Regions from separate parts of the Mus musculus genome. Here all the other regions are linked to region 2. Evidence: chromatin contacts called from public promoter capture Hi-C data. All regions are on one chromosome and are shown on one strand. The core of a region is the stretch at or near the end of the contact, and the rest is flanking DNA. Distances in the headings are between cores, read along the strand shown.

Evidence for each region. Promoter capture Hi-C pulls out the DNA fragments that hold promoters and counts their contacts.
Region 1: a promoter capture Hi-C map of liver shows a contact between it and region 2, with 4 times the contacts expected there. The contact joins the promoter of Btbd19 here to the promoter of Elovl1 in region 2. A contact is called at or near these places in 3 of 39 promoter capture datasets (hippocampal neurons, liver and pre-B cells) and 1 of 9 other capture datasets (adipose tissue).
Region 3: a contact with region 2 is called in a promoter capture Hi-C map of pre-B cells, with 4 times the contacts expected there. The contact joins the promoter of Mast2 here to the promoter of Elovl1 in region 2.
Region 4: a promoter capture Hi-C map of pre-B cells shows a contact between it and region 2, with 2.4 times the contacts expected there. The contact joins the promoter of Kif2c here to the promoter of Elovl1 in region 2. A contact is called at or near these places in 2 of 39 promoter capture datasets (liver and pre-B cells).
Region 5: a contact with region 2 is called in a promoter capture Hi-C map of pre-B cells. The contact joins the promoter of Armh1 here to the promoter of Elovl1 in region 2. A contact is called at or near these places in 3 of 39 promoter capture datasets (hippocampal neurons, liver and pre-B cells) and 1 of 115 datasets of contacts at active chromatin or transcription factors (large pre-B cells).
Region 6: a promoter capture Hi-C map of the HPC-7 cell line shows a contact between it and region 2. The contact joins the promoter of Rps8 here to the promoter of Elovl1 in region 2. A contact is called at or near these places in 3 of 39 promoter capture datasets (the HPC-7 cell line, embryonic stem cells and pre-B cells).

What each region holds. Positions count from the first base shown.
Region 1 is chr4:117,124,239-117,127,534 of GRCm38.p6, reverse strand. Btbd19 (BTB (POZ) domain containing 19) reads left to right here and starts at 1,877. Exons shown (of 8, transcript NM_001384196.1): 1 at 1,877-2,206. The coding sequence starts at 2,121. It overlaps Tctex1d4 (Tctex1 domain containing 4), which reads right to left and starts at 722. Exons shown (of 4, transcript NM_175030.2): 1 at 677-722; 2 at 447-553; 3 at 191-259.
Region 2 is chr4:118,426,195-118,429,560 of GRCm38.p6, reverse strand. Elovl1 (elongation of very long chain fatty acids (FEN1/Elo2, SUR4/Elo3, yeast)-like 1) reads right to left here and starts at 1,468. Exons shown (of 8, transcript NM_019422.3): 1 at 1,346-1,468.
Region 3 is chr4:116,462,339-116,465,776 of GRCm38.p6, reverse strand. Mast2 (microtubule associated serine/threonine kinase 2) reads left to right here and starts at 1,554. Exons shown (of 30, transcript NM_001369061.1): 1 at 1,554-2,041. The coding sequence starts at 1,862.
Region 4 is chr4:117,180,884-117,183,991 of GRCm38.p6, reverse strand. It overlaps Kif2c (kinesin family member 2C), which reads left to right and starts at 1,368. Exons shown (of 20, transcript NM_134471.4): 1 at 1,368-1,561. The coding sequence starts at 1,501.
Region 5 is chr4:117,250,460-117,253,823 of GRCm38.p6, reverse strand. It overlaps Armh1 (armadillo-like helical domain containing 1), which reads left to right and starts at 1,907. Exons shown (of 13, transcript NM_001145637.1): 1 at 1,907-2,071. Tmem53 (transmembrane protein 53) reads right to left here and starts at 1,873. Exons shown (of 3, transcript NM_026837.3): 1 at 1,690-1,873. The coding sequence starts at 1,750.
Region 6 is chr4:117,154,526-117,157,535 of GRCm38.p6, reverse strand. Rps8 (ribosomal protein S8) reads left to right here and starts at 1,404. Exons shown (of 6, transcript NM_009098.2): 1 at 1,404-1,478; 2 at 1,859-1,965; 3 at 2,429-2,528; 4 at 2,723-2,898. The coding sequence starts at 1,475. Snord55 (small nucleolar RNA, C/D box 55) reads left to right here and starts at 1,688; the gene lies at 1,688-1,765. It overlaps LOC115490046 (a small nucleolar RNA gene), which reads left to right and starts at 2,247; the gene lies at 2,247-2,350. Snord38a (small nucleolar RNA, C/D box 38A) reads left to right here and starts at 2,962; the gene lies at 2,962-3,010.

The DNA of each region.
Region 1 (3,296 bases), core at 628-3,127, 1.3 Mb after region 2:
TCTGCTTCCTGAGTGCTGCGATCAAAGGCTGTTGTCAACTCTTTTATGTACCTGAGGCTGGCCTTGAACTCCATCTCCCTGCCTCCAACTCCGGAATGGTGGGATTATAGGCATGACTACATTCACTGTCTCCCTAGGAGACTATAGGCATATATACCTTGTCTATAGCCACTCCATAGCCCTTTCTTACCTGTACGTTTGGAACAAGTAGGTCAGATTGGGGCTGTGTGCCTACTAGGTGCTTAGAGCCGGTTAAGAGCTGTGAGAGACACAAGCAAGGAAAGGGGCTGCTTAGTCTATGGTCATGGAACCTCTACCCAGTGTTCCTTTCCCTTGGTCACAGGAGGCTAGATCCACTTCCCCTTTCTCCTCCCACTTGACTTCATCAGCAGAATGGGGACATGAAGCTGGTTTCTGGGTTTCTTCAATAGCCAGAAGGGACAGACCCGACTCCATCACTCCCACAGCTCTCTGTAGCCTCAGAGGTAGAGAACTTAATCATCTTCCCTGCTCTGTGTACGGTGGGACTTTTCTCCCTCTCCACCGGCTGCATCTGGAGGTGGGAGACATGGGGAGAAGCAACTTCCATCGTCCTGCTTGGGTCTCTAACTCCTTCGGAATCACCTATGAGACGGATGCCCTCTTCCCCTGAAACTCCCGCAGGCATCTGACTCACCTGCAGCCTTTGGCCTCCAAGCTCTGCTGGCCCCACAGTCTTCACTGAGCTGGCCTGACAGGCCTGTGGGCGAGGAAGGCTTGTGTTGTGCAGTTACCATGGGGCTGTGGCAAGCACACCTCTCCCTCCCAGAAATCCTTCCCCTGGCCAAACTCTGGAATAACCTAAGTGTTCCTGCTATGGGCACCTGCAGAAAGGAGGGGCGCTCTGAGTTACCAGGGAGAGAGGGTCCACGGGGGCTTGGAGTTCTAGGGCATCACAGGCTAAGGGAGCCGGTGCCGAGAGAGGTGCACTGTTCAGAAAGGTCCTAGTTTCAGAGCCACTATTTCATATGAATCTCTCCCTGCCTCTTCACCCTTAGCTAGCCTCCTCTAATTCACAGGTCCACGAGAGGAAAACCCACCAGGGGGCCACTGGATCTGGCCTGGCCATCTGTGAATAAGTCACGGGGGGGGGGGGGGGCTGGGATATGCTAAAACCTTGAGATTGCGGGGGCAGCTTCTTAGGAATTTAGTATCTGGGCTCACAGGAAAGAGCACGTCATGGTTCAGCATTCTCCCCAGCAGCCTCAACAAGGACAAACATTTCCGCTTCAGGGCAGGGTGGGGCTTGGATGACTTCCTTAGTTCAGAGCTATGTGCTGAAGGGAGGCCTATTGGTTCAGCGGGAAGGACCCAGGCCTGGCATGGCCATGACTCAGTGATTCTAAGTCCGGTTTCTTAACCTTTGCTGACCTACTCACGTGTCTGGGACCTGTAGGCAGCACCTCTTTCCTTAGGGGGATTGCTTTTCGGGGCTGCCAGAGGCTGCGCTACTCCTGTTAGAACTGACACCTCACCTCCCCTGCTCTGGGAGGTGTGGGGCTGCCCCCTCCCAGGCAAGCTAAGTCTGAGCCTTGAAAACCACACTTAGGTTTGAGAATTTTCCCTGATGGGGTGATGTCTCGGGTGTTTCTAAAATGCAGCCGTGGGAAGGGATTAGAAAAGCAGAGGCCTTGGATTCTGAACTCAGTGTAGGCGGGGAGCCAGCCAGCACTAGGGCCCTCAGACTCATCTTAGGGCCCTTCTACTGCTGATTTTTTTCCCCCCCTGGGCGTATAGGGAGATGGGCGGGGCCTCCTCAGGCTCAGCTCCAGTTTCTATGGAAACCCACAGGCTTCCCACCCAGCTGCTGCCTGGGCAGATTCCCAACCTGGGCCTCATCCACCACCAGCCTCTCCCGGGATCATAGGCCTTTCTAGCCCCAGCTTCTTCTCTGGGTCCTGTCTGCATCTGCATCCCTTTCCTGAACCTCAGGCCTTCTTTAAGGACCTGGGCCTTTCTGCTCCTATATTTTAGCTCCTCGGCAAACAGGCCTCCAGCTCCTGCCCTCCCTCTCAGGTCTTTCTTGGCCTGGCTAGGCCTTCTAGACTGTTCCACCCTTTAACCTACTGCCCACTGCACTTATGGAGAACCCAGGACTGGTGGTACGTGGGCAGGCTGCACCCTTTTCCACAGCACTTCGAAGCCTCATCAACAACCCCCAGTACAGGTGAGGCAGTGGCCCCCTGGGGGGTTTTCCCTAGCTGGCCTGTGAATTTGAGGAGGCTAAGGGCAAGGAAGCCCGGGAAAGAACACTTGGCCTCCCTGGGGAACTCAGTCTGTGAGGAAGTCAGCTATAGAGGAAATTTACTTGTCTGTGGCCACACTACCCTGAGAGTCAGAGGCGGGGGTAGTGGCAGATAGAAGGGAGGGCAGCTGTGTGAACTCAGGCAATGCCTGAGTTCTCTGGCTTCTCCTCCACCCCCTCGGCCCTGAAAGATGGGTTATGATTTGATTCACCCCCATTGGGCTTTCGACTGAGCACTGGAACGTCTTATCTTGAAGAGACAGAGGTATGGATGGCTCTAGCGATTCATAAGAGGAACGAAGCCCAAAGGATCGAGCCGGAGACCCAGACAGGAAGTAGTTCAAGGTTTCCGACCACCCACTGCTTGCCCAAGAGACTAGTGCTGTCTGAAACCAGGAATAGAGTTCACTGGGGGCAGGGCTGGTCATGGGAGACAAGAACTCTGTTTCCCATCCCCAGACTCTCAGAGGCTGCCCTGCTCCCCAGGGTTAAGACTGCCATAATTCTCGGTTTTTTGAGGACAGGGTGCCACAGTCTGGCCTGAAGAGTGGAGCCTTAGGCAGGAGGCTTTGGAAGCTGAAGCGCTCGCTGCTGCCTCCTACCCCTACTTAACACAGAGGCTGGGGCCGGAAGTGATTATGAAGATGGAAAATGTGGTCTCACCTCATGATGGTGATCACTGTCATGTCTGTCTGCAGTCAGTGTGCTCTGTACCCCACATCCTCACACCCTCCCACAGGAAGAAGGGTAAAAATGCTGAGTTGGCATTTGGTGAAGGCGTCCCAAGAGGAGTGTCCTCTCCCCCAAGATTCAGACTGGGGAGACATCAACCTGGCTTGCATGAGCTCTGCTATCCCCCTACCCCCCCATCCCCCCGCCCCCTGTGAACCAAGCATAGTCCACTCCCTTGAGACCTGCCATCATGGCTGAAAAGTCTTAGAGTCAAAGATATAAAGTCACCGAGTGGAACTGAGACTAGAGCACAGGCTTGTGTCTTCCAGATGTAGGCTTT
Region 2 (3,366 bases), core at 219-2,718:
GCCCCAGCCTCACCACCTCTGACCAGCCAGATAAGTTTGTAGGTTCTCCAGAAACTTCTGGCCAGGACGTCTGGCCAAAGCCAGAACTGCTAAAAAATCCACACCCAGCATTCTCTCCCAAACCAGCCATGAATTCTTAGTTTGTCCTACTTTAGAATGGGCATCACCCTTCCCTACCAGGGAGGGGTGAGGACACCAGTGGTATGTGAGGAGGTGGGAGAGTGGGGGAGGTCTCAGGAATCTTTCCCTCTTCTGGGAGGGAGCCTCATGGGCTAGGTCCCCTCCTCCTCAAAGTTGGAAGGAATGCCAAGGGAAAGTTTATAGGGATACAAAAATTTAGCCTAGACCCAGGAGAGCCTAGGACTTTGTCCCAGAGGACTCCGGCAATTGCCCAACAAGCGGAGTGCTCCAGCTGCTCTCCATCAATCTCCAGCCTTGGGGCTTGAGTTCTACCATCCACATCCACGCTCTCACACAGTAATATGTACCTTCATCACACCGCTCTCAACCACCCCCAGAGACATGCATACCGCGCCAGGAGCTAGCCAGCATACATCCACACACAGTCCAGGCATATCTTGTTGACCACATCACCCAAACAGGCCTCCCTACTGGACTCGGACATGCCAGGCTCCTAAACTTCACACCTGTCAGGGATTGCATTAACCGCGGGACATACAGCTGACCAGGCATGGGTACATCTTCACCCACACCTCCCTTCTGCACACACAGCTCTCTGGTGAGTGACACTCATTTCTTCCTACAGTTAGACTTTGGTTGGTGGCTTATGTTGGAGTGGGGCCTAGCACTTAGGCATGTGCTCTGACACACGTGAGCTTGCCAGTTCCTTATCTCCTCCCTCAACCACCTCCTCCAATTCACTCGCCCTTCACCACCACTTAACACCGGGAGATACACAGTGACCCAGAGGGCAAGAGGGAGTCCAGACTTCTGAGGATCTCTCCCTAAGTTTGAGGGAAACCCGGGTGCGCACCACCCCCCTCCCGCAGTGAAACAGAGCCAGTTCCCTTAAGATGGATGGAAAAGAAAAAGGGCACCGGCATGGGGCAGGAAGGGAAAAGAGAGGAGTGGGCAAAGGGTGGAAGGCCAGGAGGTGCTGAAAAAGAACTAGGTGTGAGCAAATGGGGGTCAGGGGCCAAGGTGCCGGGGAGGGATCCTGTGGGCAGGCCCAGCCCCAGTGCCTGGGACCTCCCACCCACTCGCCCCAGGAACAGCCTCGCCCACAGCCTGGGCAGGGCAGGGCAAGGCAGGCAGGGCAGGGCTAGCCTGGCCAGCCAGGCAGGGGGCGCTGGCACGTGGGGAGCCATGGAAGGTACACACTCACCAGTGGAAACCAGGCGGGCAGCAGTGAAGGGTTCAAAGGGATCAGGGCCGGAGAGAAGTCCCCAGGGCCGCCTGCCGGCCACTTCCTCATCTGCTGGGCCGACTTTCTGTCACCAGAGGGGGAGGGGGCGGGCCGGGCGGGGGGCGCCTGCTGATTGGGCGGCTGGCCGAGGCAGGAGGGGCCGTCCAGCGCCTGCCTGGCCGCCAGGGCGGGAGCAGGGGCGGGTCGCCAGATCCCGGGGCAGGAAGCACACCCAGCCCCAGCTCTCCACCCCTTCCTTCGCATCTCTCAGCCTGTCCCGCCGATGACTATGGCTTGGCCCGCACCCAGCTTCTTCTTGAGGTTCAGCCTGCATGGCCCCATTCGTGGTCCTCTGTCCAGTCCAGCATGAGGACCCACTCATCTCCTGTCTGCTTTGTGACAGTCGCGGCTTATGATTACGGGAAATTTCCAGGGTTCAACCGTTCCCTCAAGGCTTTTCCTGGAAGAGGAGGGCCAGCTGTGCCTACTAAGGGCTGATTGGGGTGGCGGGAGGCTTTAGCGGGAGGCAGCAGTCGGCCACCACCATGCTTCTCAGAGCCTATAAACTTGGATGAGTCCTAGCTTTAGGAGGCACAGAGAGGATTTCCTGGAACGGAGATGGGAGAATACAAGTGGCCCCAGGCAAGAACTGTGAATCACTGTCTAAACTGGCCTTCAAGGTAGTGAAAGGGGGTGGGGGTGGGGGTAGCAAGTGAAATTGGCTGTGGTTCAATGTAGTAGATCTTGGAGGCCAAATGAGGCTGCCTGACTTATTCTAGAAGCAGAAGAAAACAAGAATTTTGAGGCAGCTCATCTCATCTGTCAGACATTTACTGGCCATCTACAGTGAGCGAAACCACATTAAGCTCTGCTCCCCACACTAACATAACTTATAACCCAGGTACAAGGTACTAGAGAGACCAGGTGAGAGGAAAACAGCTGGTCTGAAGAGGTAACAGATGGGGTTGGGAAAGCCAGACAACGTTGCAGGGGTAGGGGTGGGGGAGGAGTTAGATGTCAATTCAGTACCACCACCCACCCACCCCAGCACCAGATAGTCCAACTATTGCATGGCATGAAATCTGTCTTTCCTATAAAGACTCAATTACAGCTTGGACAACTGGATGATGTAAGTAGGCAGAGAGTTGAGGAATTTAGAAGAGGCAGTGGCTAGGAAGGATAATAGGTTCATAATTGGTGGATTTGGTTACCTAGGCATTGATAAGAGATGAAGGCCAGAGTATAGTTTTCAGCATTCTTTAGATTACCTGTTTACCTGTTAGCACCTACTCTTGACCAAAAAAAAAAAAAAAAAAAAAAAAAAAACAACCAGCAGAGAATTTACTTCCAAACCCAGCTTCTGTATCATTGTATACTAGACCCCCATGTCCCTGAAATGTCATTCTCAAGCCATAGCCTGAACTCCAGCCATCAAATGTCAGCAGCTTTCTCTCCAGTGAACATCTGTGGTGGATCCAAAAGCTCCCAGTGGAGCGTTCGGGATGGTGTTTTGCATGTGTGATTAAGACTTGTTAGATGAATGTGCACAAATTTACATACAAACATATCCATCTATGGGGCTGCCTCTGACTCTCAAGCCTTCATCATCGTGAGATGCAGTCAGATCTCCACTCTGTAAACCACTCCTGCTTCTGACTAATGTATTTTCTGCACCTTTCCCAACTCCACGATCCTTTCAGCAGGAAAAGTTCATATTTTAGTCATATCTCTTAACTCCAATTGGACCTATTATCTGTCATGCAGTTAACCGTACATGTTTTCTGACTTGCTGTTAAAAATACATAGGACAATGGAAGGAAAGGAGAAACTAAGACCCGGAGAGAACAGTACATCTTTATATTTCTCTTGAGAGTAGTGTTTATTGAGTTAACCAATACTTACCAAGGTCCTGATGGCTTTCATGTGTATTCAAACAGCTCTAAGGCCACACCTGACTCTGAAGTTCTGAGCTTAAATGTCCCAGTTAATGTGTGTGTGAT
Region 3 (3,438 bases), core at 305-2,804, 2.0 Mb after region 2:
ACACTTGACTGGGCGGTGGTGGTGCACACTTTTAATCCCAGCACTTGGGAGGCAGAGGCAGGTGGATTTCAGAGTTCAAGGCCAGCCTGGTCTACAGAGTGAGTTCCAGGACTACAGAGAGAAACCCTGTCACCAAAAACAAAAACAAAAACAAACAAAAAACAAAGAAAAAGAAGAAAGTGTATACTTCATCTTGAGCTTTATTTTACTAGTCTAAGCAAAGACAGTATTACAGAGATTTTTATGAGAGTCTTTGGGAAGATGGATCCTAAGAGAATAAGACTTGATGCAGGGGAACTAGTTGGGAGAATTTCCCACTTAAACAGGTGAGGGAAGGCGGAGCTGGGTAAGTTAGTACAAATGGGATGAAAGGAGAAGGCAGATTGGAAAGATATCGAGTTTACAGACCAACAGGCCTTGTTCATTATTAGATATGAGAGATGAGAAGAAGGAAGGAACCAAGGATGGCTTTCTGTTTCTACCGAGTCAACTGGATGCATGGGGAGGACCTGGGACAGGGAACGTAGAAGATAGCTTCATGGGTTGTCCCACACACTGCTTATGTGTGTGTGTTCTGGTACCTCACAGGCCTTCGTTTGAGTTCTCTTTGCACTATAACTCACCCCGTTCCCTCCACTGTACAATGAACACTGCAATGACCTCATTATGTGTATGTGAATTGAATGCAGTGTCTGAAATCAGTAGGCTCCATCGTATTAGTCATTATTACTGCTCAGAAAGGGTTCAGGGAGGAGGCTAAAGATACATGAATGAAACAGGCAGGAAAAGCTTCTGGGAATGAACTCTGGTTAGGTCAAAAGAGGAAAAACAGCGTTGTGGCAGACTAGCTGAAGCCAGAAGGAGGCCAGGCATGGCTGAGCTGTCTGCCACGTGTTGTTAAAGCAGATGAGTCATTGGAAGGGGCAGGTCAGGCTGCCCAGGCCGCAGCAGGCTGGACCGTGTCTACAGGATGACTTCATTGTCAGTGGGAAGCCCAGATCTTCCAAAGCCTTTTTAGTCTCGCACCCCTAAGGAATACATCACTTCTTTTACAGGACTTTACACACTGTCACACTGTGTGGAACTGTCAAAGGCAGTGTAAACAAGACAGAGCGACAAGAATGGGAACCCTCAACTAATGGGAGGGTTTATTGGGACATATTGATATGTCTGTGACTGGGCTCGTTTCCCTACATCTCAGTCTCCTTATTTCTAACATGAGGATGAGCTAACTAGTCTCTGAAGCGTAGGGGAGAACTAGGTGAGCATCTGCTGGTAAATAGAGTGTTGGTGTCCCCCCTCCCGTTGGAAGTCTTTTCCCAGTCTGGACAGCGTTCAGTCCGGCAGGCAGTGTGTACCAAAGGGATGAATGGAAGAATCAAAGGGCGTCCTGCAGCCGACGCGGGCGCGCCGGGAGCCCCGCCCCCTTCCGCTTCAGAGCGCGCGGCGCGGCCGCGGGCGGGTCTTCGCGACCGTTCGCCAGCGCGTGCACGGCTGGCCGCGCTCTGTGGGCGGCAGGCGGGCTTGCCGTGCACGCGCGCGAGGGGCGGGCCGGGCGGGCTGGCGGGCCGGCGGCTGGCGGCGGAGCCCGCGGCGGCGGCGGGTGGCCGGCCGAGCGTGTGCCGGGCGGCGGAGGGCGCGGCGGCGGCGGCTATGCTGCCTCCGTGAGGCGCGCCGGGAAGGTCTCGGCGCCTCAGCCCACAGGAAGCGCGGGGAAACCGCGGGCCGGGTGCGGGTGGCTTCAAGTGCCCGCCGGGCCATGTTGGCCGCGGACCGGGTTTGCCGCGGCAGCGCTGCGGCCCGGGGCCGAGCCAGGCCGGCGCAGTCGCGGTGCTAACGCCCGCGGGGCCCAGACGCGGAGATGAAGCGGAGCCGCTGCCGCGAGCGGCCGCAGCCGCCACCCGCCCGCCGGGAGGATGCGGCTCCGCGGACGGCCGAGTTGCCCCAGCCGCAGTCTTTGCCCCCGCGCCGGCGAGCGCCGCCCGGGAGGCAGCTACTGGAGGAGCGGAGCGGGCCTTTGGGGCACGACAGCAGGGAGCAGGTAAGGTGGGCTGGGGTCCGCCAGCGAGGGTGGGCGCCGTGGGGGAGGGGTCCTCGCGGGAGGATCGGGCTGCGGTGGTGAGGGTGGGGACTACTGAGTCGGTTAGGAGGAGTGGGAGGTCTGACGAGGCTGAGGAAAGGGGAGTGGAGAAATGAAGGTGGGGGCCTGGGGTTGCAGTTGGACGTGGGGTAGGGCGGGTCTGAGGAATGAATAAAATGGTCTTGGGGGGTAGCCTGGGGCTCTGGATGGAGAGAATGGGTGCTGGAATGTGGGCAGGGTGAATGAGCAGCAAAGAGTAGGTTTACTAAATGGAGTTATCTAGAGGCGTGAATAGTTTTAAGGGAGAAATGCCAGTTTGATAGTGTTGACTGGTCTTAGAGTTTATCCCCACAGTTATAAAAACGGGGCATTTGCAAGCATTCTCATTTGGTGGCCATTATACTTTTATAAGCAAGTATTCAGAATCGTTAACGTTCTCCTCAGTAACTATCTACCACTTTAAAACCACTATAAAAAGTGCCTGAATGTGTCCAGTCTCAAGGCCGGTGCTGTGGACAGAGAATCTGTAGATGAAGGCTCTGCTTTCTAGTTTACCCTTAATGGGAAAAGAGATAAAATGTAAAAGTACTCATGGGATTCTCGAATGTACAGGATGTGTAATTTAGTAGACAATAGTAGGTGTATTTATGAGTAGGGAATAAAGGTCGCCAATATTAGGATAAACTTGCTACTCACAGCTGAAGGAAGTTCAGTGAAACGATATTGACAGGGACTTTGTAAGATACGTAATCTCGTTGGATTTTTAGAAAGAATGTTCTGTAGTAATGAACTCCCCTGACAGCATTGCTTTTGTACAGCTTTGCTTCAGACCCCAGTTGAGACCCCATCTTTGAGGCTTTGAAGTTCCAGGTCTCCTATCTTGCTCCTCATATAAAGTAAATGTTCCTATGCATCATTGCTTTGAATTACACTCTGTTAGCCTATGGTTTTAAAATTTTCCGCTTTTTGTCTCCCCACTTGATTCTTTTGGTCTTTGTCATGGCTTCTAGACTGCTGACTGTGTAATCCCCCTCTAGTACCCGTTCAAAACTTTTGAAATATATTTCCTCTACTGACTTAGTTTACCTGGTGCGGTTGACCTTAATGCATGCTTCAGTAAAGTGCTTAAGGCTGTTTGATTCCGCCCCGCCCTTATTTTCTTTTTAAGTTTTTTTATGATTTACTTTTAGTTTTTATGTGCACTGGTGTTTTTCCTTCAAGTATCTCTGTGTGAGCGTGTCAGATTACCTGGTAATGAGCTATATACAGTTGGAGCTCTCACATGGGTGGTGGGGAATTGAACCTGGGTCCTCTGGAAGAGCAGCCAGAGGCTGAAACTCTCCAGCTCCGATTCCCCT
Region 4 (3,108 bases), core at 119-2,618, 1.2 Mb after region 2:
GCATGTGCCACCAAGCCTGGCACTATTCTTGTTTTTAATGTAACTACATTTAACTTGTTTATTTAGTATGTGTGTGTGTGTATGTGGTGCATGCCATGGCACATTTGTGGAGGCTTTGGGGAGTTCATTCTCCTACCATGTAGGTCCAGAAGATCAAACTCAGGTCTTCAGGCTTGTCAAGGTTGGATAGACCAAGGGCTAGACACCATTTACACTATACATATCCTCCGCGGGGCGGTGGGGGTTCTTGGTCTGCATAGGTCTGCATACTGGGGCAGTAATGATGTGGTTCAGTGTAAGAACGTTCCCCTAGAAGCCGGACAGTAGTGGCACATGCACAAAGTCCTGGAGTTAATACCTAGTACTACGAAACAAAAAGACATTATAAATAATGACAAAAATCAGGTATGGTGATTCATGCTAATTCCAGCATTTAGGCATTGTAGGCTGCTTTTCATTGCCAGCATCTTTTTTTGTTTGTTTGTTTGTTTGTTTGAGACAGTTTCACACAGCCCACTCTGGCCTCAAACATGCTGCTTAGCTAAGGTTGGCTTTGAAATTATTCTCTTTTCTTCATCTACAGGGAGCTAGGATTATAGGCATGATCTACCATACCCCGCTTCTCTTGTGTTCTGTTTTGTTTTGTTTTTCTAGAAAGGGTTTCCCTGTGTAATCTTGGCTATTCTGGAACTCAGGCTGTAGACCAGACTGACTTCGAAGTCAAATTTGCCTCTCTCTAGTGGTAGGATTAAAGGCTCGAGTCACCACCGTATGACTTCCCCCGTGTTCCTAATAGGAAAAAAAAAAAAAAAAAAGTTTCACGGACAGGAACCATTCGTCTTGTTTATTCCACTATCCCAATCTAGCACTATGTCTAGCACTAGCATGTGACTATTTTTAATTGGTGTCTTCGAAATATTGTATACATTTCAAAGAGAAAGCAATCATCAAGAAACCAGGATTTGAACCCCTGTCTGTAGAATCACAAGGCCCTCACTGAAACATTATACATAAGTTTCCTAGTCTTACATAAAGGCAGAAGTTCGACCTGGTAGCGGGAGGGTAAGGCCAGAAGCCATAAAACCTTCCCATCAGCTGGGCGTGGTGGCGCACGCCTTTAATCCCAGCACTCGGGAGGCAGAGGCAAGCGGATTTCTGAGTTCGAGGCCAGCCTGGTTTACAGAGTGAGTTCCAGGACAGCAAGAGCTAGAAAAACAAAACAAAACAAACAAACGAAAAAACCAAACAACCAACCAACCAACCAAAAACCCTTCCCATCAGTCTCAGAGCTCGGGAGCCCGGCCACGCGCCGGAAGTCGGAGACCAAGACTACATATCCCACATTGCTCTGCGGTGCGTCGCACTGGTGACGTTGTAGGGAGGCTGGCGCGCGGGATTTAAACTGCAGCGGTTTAGGCGTTGTTAACACAGCGCAGTATTAGCAGAGTCGTGGTTTCCAAGCTTCTTTCATTTGTGTTGCCTGTTGTTGTTCCTGAGTCCATGGAGTCGCTTCACGCACGCCTGTTTCCTGGTCTCTCCATCAACATTCAACGCAGCAATGGTGAGGGCAGGGTCTTGAGGCCAAGGGGACGACCCAAGAGCGGTGAGACTGCCAAGATGGTTATCTGAATCTCCGTGTGGCAAAGCTTTGGGATACTTTCCCTTATTCCACACTGAGGGGGTCCATGTCACTACACTGGCAGTCGGTGTCCCCTACACAGGAGGAAAACGCTACTTTGGTTGTGGGTCCCTTGCCTGCTTTCTGAGTGTGGGCGGAGCACGTCTGCGGTTATTGGTGCGCCTAGCTAGGTTATAGCGATTGGATGCATTTCCTCTGAACCTGTTTTGCTTTGTTGGACCCGCGGCTTCCTCGGCCTCCTGAGTGCTGGGATTAAAGGTCATGCACTACCACGCCCGGCTTTTTTTTTTTTTTTTTTTTTTTTTTGGCGTTTGTTTTGGTTTTTCAAGGAAGGGTTTCTCTGTGTAGTCCTGGAACTCCTGTAGACCAGGCCTCGAACTCACAAATCCCCTGCCTCTGCCTCCCAAGGGCTGGGATTAAAGGCGTTGCACCACCACTGCCCGGCTCAACCATCTGTCTTTATTAAGCAATTTCTACAGGTCTAATAACGGGTCATTCATGGACTAGCCAACCACTGCCAAAAATGGACCAGGGAACTCCAGCGGTCCAGCTCTTTACTGATGTGTTCAGGAATAGCTCCTCCAAGGAATGTAGTAACTTACTTGCTCAAATGAATCTTCATTCTGTTGGAGCGGTGATGCAATTTTATCCTATGGAGCTGGGGTTTAAGGCCCATTCCCTGTTCACTTCCACTGTGGAATGGTCTAAGGGTGAACCCCACTAGAATTACTAACTAGCATTTGTGTTTTGTTTTATTTTTTGAGACAGTTTCTCTGTAACAGGGCCTTGGACCTGGACTTGCTTTGTAGATCAGGCTGACCTCGAACTCACAGAGATCCACCTACTGTACTTTGCAAGTGCTAGGATTAAAGGCATGCACCATCACAGGCCTAGTTCTTTGGTGTTTTGTTTGTTTGTTGCTTTTTAAATTTATTATTTTATTTTATGTTCATTGGTGTTTTGTGAAATCCTCTGGAAGTGGAATTACACTTTGACAACAGGGTTTCTCTGTGTAGCCCTGTCTGTCCTGGAACTCACGTTGTAGACCAGGCTGTCCTCACTCACAGAACTCCTCAGGCCTCTATCCCTGATGTATTGGGATTAAAGGCAAGGGCCACCACTGCCTGGCTGTTTGTATTTTTTAAAAGAGAATTAAATTTTCCCTTCCGGAGCCGGGCATGGTGGCTCATGCCTTTAATCCCAGCACTCGGGAGGCAGAGGCAGGCGGATTTCTGAGTTCGAGGCCAGCCTGGTCTACAAAGTAAGTTTCAGGACAGCCAGGGCTATACAGAGAAACCCTGTCTTGAAAAACAAAACAAAGCCGGGCGTGGTGGCGCACGCCTTTAATCTCAGCACTCGGGAGGCAGAGGCAGGCGGATTTCTGAGTTCGAGGCCAGCCTGGTCTACAAAGTGAGCTCCAGGACAGCCAGGGCTACACAGAGAAACCCTGTCTCGAAAAAACAAACAAA
Region 5 (3,364 bases), core at 658-3,157, 1.2 Mb after region 2:
AGTTCAAGGCCAGTCAAGACAACTGTCATAAAAGGAAGGCTGAGCTGGTGAGTCGGCTCAGCAGGGAGAAGCACTTACTGACAAAGCACAGGACCTGAGCTAGCGCTCCAGCCCACCCAGAAGGAAAAGAGAACCAACTGCTACCAACTGTCCTCTGACCTGTGCACATACACTACGGTGTGCATGCACACACACAAATAAATAAATATGCAATCAAAGTTAATGCGGGCTGAGTATGACACAGTGGTAAAGCACTTGCCTTAGCACGCATGAGGCCCTGCGTTCAATCCCCCAGTCCTGCCTAAATAAATAAGACTGTCTCTACCCACGTGGGGAGAGAGAGAGTCCCTACCCTCCTGGCCTTGCAGAATGGAGAACCAGCCCTTTGCAGCTGATGGTTCTGCCAAGACAGAAATAGTAACTGACTTCATCTAATGCTATTGTCAAAAATTCTTCAAAAGTCCTTTCACATCTATAAGCCCAACGATCCACCTCTAGGGAGAAACAGATAGTGGCAGTCCTTCCTTCGTGCTTTAGGAGATGAGAGGCCCCTGCCCCATCCTAGATAGATTCCAAGCAAGAAACACACAGTGGGACAGGAGGGCATAGGAAGGGAGGCCTGGGGAGACTTTTTTTGTTTTTGGTTTTGGTTTTTTGGTTTTTTGAGACAGGGTTTCTCTGTGTAGTCCTGGCTGTACTGGAACTCACTCTGTAGACCATGCTGGCCTCGAACTCAGAAAACCGCCTGCTTCTGTCTCCCAAGTGCTGGGATTAAAGGTGTGCGCCACCACCACCTGGCTCTGGGGAGGCTTTTGAAGGAAGCACCCCCTAGCTAAACTTTATGATGAGCTGGACAAGTGCGGGGCAGTGGACTGGAAACACCAAAGAGCAGCATTGGCCGACCTGTACTCCAAGCCTCCTCTGCCCCAGTTTCCAAAAGGGACAACCTTCCATTCTCTGGTCCAACAACTTACACTACTTTACAAGCTACTAATCTTAGGAGGCCTCCCACACATCTTTTTTTAATGATATGGCCTTAGGAGGGTTAAACACACACACACACACACACACACACACACGTTAAGTTTAAATGCCAACTACTAAGCTTACTTCCATCAGGATTCATGCCAAGTCCTTTACACAAATAATCTCAGTTGTGCAACCAGCAATTTTTCCTCAGCTTTGCTCCAGGAAAACTAAAATTCAAAGTTGAAAGTTTGCCGAAGGTCATCCAATTACTAAAGGGATAGGATTTCAACAGAATTCCACCCGGCCTAACCGACCATTCTGTTAACCACTGCCAGGGTGAGCTGAGAAGGGCAGGACTAGGCTTGCTGAGTCCCTTGGCTTTTCTGAGGACCAGAGGCTCCCCCAGGAATCCAAACCTCTGCAAAAATGAAGGATGGGCCTAGTCACACTTGCAAATGAGGAGCGAGAATCCAAAACAAAAGAATTAGAATGAACCTTGAAGGGCCTCCAGCTACAAAGGGAAGCAGAACCTTGAGAACCTGTTGTGGAACAGAAAGACCCTCAGTCGACTGGGGGCGGGGCACGGGGGGCGGGGCTGGGAGCGCCCCGCAAGCTCTAGCCAGCCCTGCGGGACCCCCGAAGGGGGCGGGCCGAGGGAGGGCGGGCCGCAGGGTGGGCGGGGCATCGCTGTTAGGTCACCTTCCCAATCCCCCTCCATACTCTGGCTCCAGCAGGGCTGATCCGGGATCTCGATGCTGTAATCCAGCTCGGCCGAGGCCATGGTGAAGGTGCGGGTCTTCAGCACAGGCCTCCCGCCGGAACTCCCGCAGTTTCACCTCGGCGGGGCCGGGACGCCGCCGGGCCACGCCCCTCCCCGCCCACGCCCAGCGCTGTCCAATCCCCGAGCCGCACTCTGTGACCTCCCTGCCTAGCAACCAGGGAGTCGCTTCGCGCCTCGGGCGGCACCCACTAGCCCGGCCCTAGCAACCGCGCCCCGCCCCTACTGTCTTTGGGCCCCAGCAATTGGCTGACTCTCTTGATCTTGGATCAAGTATTGGTCAGTGGGGCAGCGCTCTCGGAGCGACCGCACCCTCCTGTGAAGGTAAGAGTCGGTGGGAGAGTTGAATGAAGTATTACGGGTCTGCAGAGGGCATCTCAGAACTTTGTCTTCTGGTACTTGGTAGAAAACTTGAACTTGCACCTCTAACTACATCTACCTCCATCGCCAGCAGCAGTTCCCAGGCTGGAGGCAGAAAAAACGAACAAAACAGTGTTAGGCGGCGCGTGCCAACGGGTCCTTCTAAACCTGTGGGTTGAGACTGGTTGCCTGACTGGAAAGGGGTCTTCGGGTAATAAGACATGGCCTTTCATGTGTGAGTCCAAGTAGTTTAGACGAGTACAGGAGTACAGCTTTCTTACATTTAGTAAATATTTTCTGAGCTGGGCATAATGGCGCATGCATTTAATTCCAGCTGTGAGGAGTTGAACTCTGTGAGTTTGAGACCATCCTGATCTATCTCCAGGACAGCCAGGGCTACACAGAGACACCCTGTCCAAAATAAATAAATAAACACATACATGCATACATACATAAACAGAAAAAGAAGCTATTTGGGTGATGGGAATGAGTGGGTATGGTGTGTAGGAGACAGAAACCAGGAGGAAAGTATTGAGGGCTGATGATTAATACGGTAAATAAAACCTCAAAGATGGCACTGGATTTACAAAGAAGTTGTTAGCAACCTTTGCAAGTGCCATTCCAGTGAACAAAAGAGTCAGTGGCTTGAGAGTGAGTGGGAGGTGACAGCATAGTGGTATGTCCCTGGAATCCCAGCCAGGAGTCTAAATGCTTCAAGCCATCCTCAGCTACATAACAAGTTCCAGGCTAGCCTATGCTACATGAGACTTGTCTTAAAAGAAAGAGGGGGGATGGAACACTTGCAAGGCAAGTTATTTTGTCATTCGCTGGCAACCGCTAGGAGGTACAGGCTTTTGTTCAGATGAGAGAGATCCAGCAAAGAGATAAAAGATAAAATCACAGGGGAATTGGGTATGTGAAAGCATATGGCCCCCAACCGTGGGGACTCTCACTTTACACTGCTGAGGAGTAACTGGGGAGATGGCTGAGCTAGTGTGAGGAACCAACTTAGACCCCCAGGACACACATAAAGGCTTCGGGGGCGGGGGGGGGGGGCTGGAGAGATTACTCAGTGGTTAAGAGCACTGACTGCTCTTTTGAAGGTCCTGAATTCAAATCCCAGCAACCACATGGTGGCTCACAACCATCTGTAATGAGATCTGATGCCCTCTTCTGAGGTGTCTGAAGACAGCTACAGTGCGCTTAGATATGATAAATAAATAAATCTTTTTTTAAAAAGCTGCGGGGGGGGTGTGG
Region 6 (3,010 bases), core at 155-2,654, 1.3 Mb after region 2:
CGGGAGGCAGAGGCAGGTAGATTTCTGAGTTCGAGGCCAGCCTGGTCTACAAAGTGAGTTCCAGGACAGCCAGGGCTATTCAGAGAAACCCTGTCTCAAAAAAACAAAACAAAACAAACAAACAAACAAAAAACCCCAAAAAAACAAACACAACAAAAAAATCGCTTCAAAACTGTAAAATCGTGGGGGGGGGGGGGGCTGGCGAGATGGCTCAGTGGTTAAGAGGGCCGACTGCTCTTCCAAAGGTCCGGAGTTCAAATCCCAGCAACCACATGGTGGCTCACAAACATCCGTAACGAAATCTGATGCCCTCTTCTGGAGTGTCTCAAGACAGCTACAGTGTACTTACATATACTAAATAAATAAATCTTTAAAAAAAAAAAATCGGATACACGCAGTAAAAACCTCAGAATCAAAATTTAAAACATTTGAAGTTAAAGTTTAAAATTCAAAAAGAAATCGGTCAGGTGAGAGGTCCCTTTAAAAGTAGACGTTCACTGACATTCAAGGCGACGTTTAAGTTTAAGAAATAAAATGTACTGACTGAGCTCTCATCTTGTCTGACGCCGGAGCCCCACTGTCCTCTGCTTTGATTTCACTTGGAGGGGTGTCTAGTGCCTCAGTTTCTCCTCAGCCGGCCGCTTGTTCCTCCCACTGAGCAGTAGCTCATTCTTTAGCTCAGGCTAGCCCTCAACTGGTGATAATTCTCTGTCTCAGTGCTGGATTTCAGGTTTGACCCACTGGGCCAGACCAGATTGTCAGATACTTTGGAATTGGAATTTCAGGAACTGTGAGTCGACCTAAGCACTTGATGCTTTTGAAGAGACCCTGAGCACAGTTTGCAGTACCAATCTTTCCAGAACTAAAACTGTTTTTAATTTCCTTTTTGATTGCTAATTGCTGCCATGTAAGAGATACACATGAATTTTGTGTGTTCATATACAGGGTCAAGTCCCCCTGTGAACAGAGCGTTGGAGCTTCTACTACTTCACTTTTCCAATTAGGGCCCTTTACTCTTTTTTCTTTTTTGGTTTTACAAGTTTACAAGGGTTTCTCTGTATAGCCCTGGCTGTCCTAGAACTCACTTTGTAGACCAGGTTGGCCTCAAACTCAGAAATTCGCCTGCCTCTGTCTCCCGAGTGCTGGGATTAAAGGCGTGCGCCACCACGCCCGGTTTAAAAAAAAAAAAAAAAAAAAAAATTTAAAGGACAAAATGTAAGCACAACAGGCAGGCAAGTGTGCCCTATAGCTCAGCTTAAGGAGCCCGCCCTCCAGACCGCCCAAGGTCAAGGGATTTGAGGCGGGGTCCGCGTGAGTTCGCACGCCGCAGGACCCTCCCCTGTGCCAGCGTCCCAGGCTCGCCGCGGCCCCAGGTCCTTCCCGGCAACCGGAAGAGACGTAAAGAAGGCGGGGCTGAGTTTTAGAAACCGGACCGTGAAGCTTTGCGCTTCCTCTTTCCAGCCAGCGCCGAGCGATGGGTGAGTGTTGCTGCGGGCCGGGTCGGGCCGCGGGGGAGCGAGCTCCATCCGTCTCCATCCTGCCTCCCGACGCATGCTCGGCCCGACCATGGGCCACGGGCAGCCGTGGCAAGGGCCTGCGGTGGGCTAGGGCTGTGGAGATCGCTGCGGCCGCCTCCGGGGCTCCGGGCTGCGAGCGGGCCAACATGGCTGCCGCGGGCCGGGCCGCACGCGGATGATGACACCTGGGTATGCTGCACACTCCCGACTGCGTCGTGGGGAAGCCAACCTTGGAGAGCTGAGCGTGCGGGCAGCCCGCGCAGCGCGGGGCTCGGGAGCGGGCTGATTGGCCGGCGGCGAGGCCCGGTTGCTCAGGCTTGCGTCCTCGCTCCCACACACAGGCATCTCTCGGGACAACTGGCACAAGCGCCGCAAGACCGGGGGTAAGCGAAAACCCTACCACAAGAAGCGAAAGTATGAGCTGGGACGGCCCGCTGCCAACACGAAGGTGCGTGCGGGGGTCGGGGGGAGGACGACTGGGAGAGGCTGCCTTCCCCTGCGCTAGAGCGTGTTTGCTGGGGAACACGAGTGGCTGTGATCACCTTTGTAAGGCTCAGGTTTCTCGGTGCTGGCGACTGGACATGGAAGTGTGTCCACGTGCAGGGTCTGTGCACCCTAATCTCCAAGCTTAGGGTCTACTGGAGCCTAGGAGTGGGAGAGCTGCAAGCTTGGTGTGTTCCTTACTGGGGTTCTTCCTGTGTTAGGGGGGGTCTGGCTTTTTCTGGAGGTAACTAGGGTGATGAAAACGTATCCTTAGGCGTGGTTATGGCCGTCTTGGCCACCTGTACACCACTTGCCAATGCAAGGACTTGTCATAGTTACACTGACTGTTACCTCCGTCTGGTTCGGGTTCCTCTCCCAGTCCCCACTCGTTTTGATGACACATGTTCTGGCCTTCTTGTGTTCTCTAGATTGGCCCTCGCCGCATACACACAGTCCGAGTTCGAGGAGGCAATAAGAAGTACCGTGCCCTGAGATTGGATGTGGGGAACTTTTCCTGGGGCTCTGAGTGTAAGTAGGTGTTGAAGTATTTGAATTTGTTCTTGCTGAAAGATCCTGAGGTAGTTGGAGAATTCTTTGCCATATTCTGATCTCTTAACTCCTGCAATGAGAGGTGCTTTCTAGAGAATGTTAAAAAAAGATTTCAGTAATAAAAAAACATTAACTGCCCCAGCCCCTGATTGTGAATCTCTCTTTGTATGCAGGTTGTACTCGCAAAACAAGGATCATTGATGTTGTCTACAATGCATCCAACAACGAGCTTGTCCGCACCAAGACCCTGGTGAAGAACTGCATCGTGCTTATTGACAGCACGCCGTACCGACAGTGGTACGAGTCCCACTATGCACTGCCCCTGGGCCGCAAGAAGGGGGCCAAGCTGGTGCGTTGTCTTCCTGTAAGGGGTTGATTGGCTGGGGGTGGGATGGGTGCTGCCTTCTTGTGATGAAAATACTGTCCAGTTCTGCTACTGAAGGAATGAGATGAACACTTTA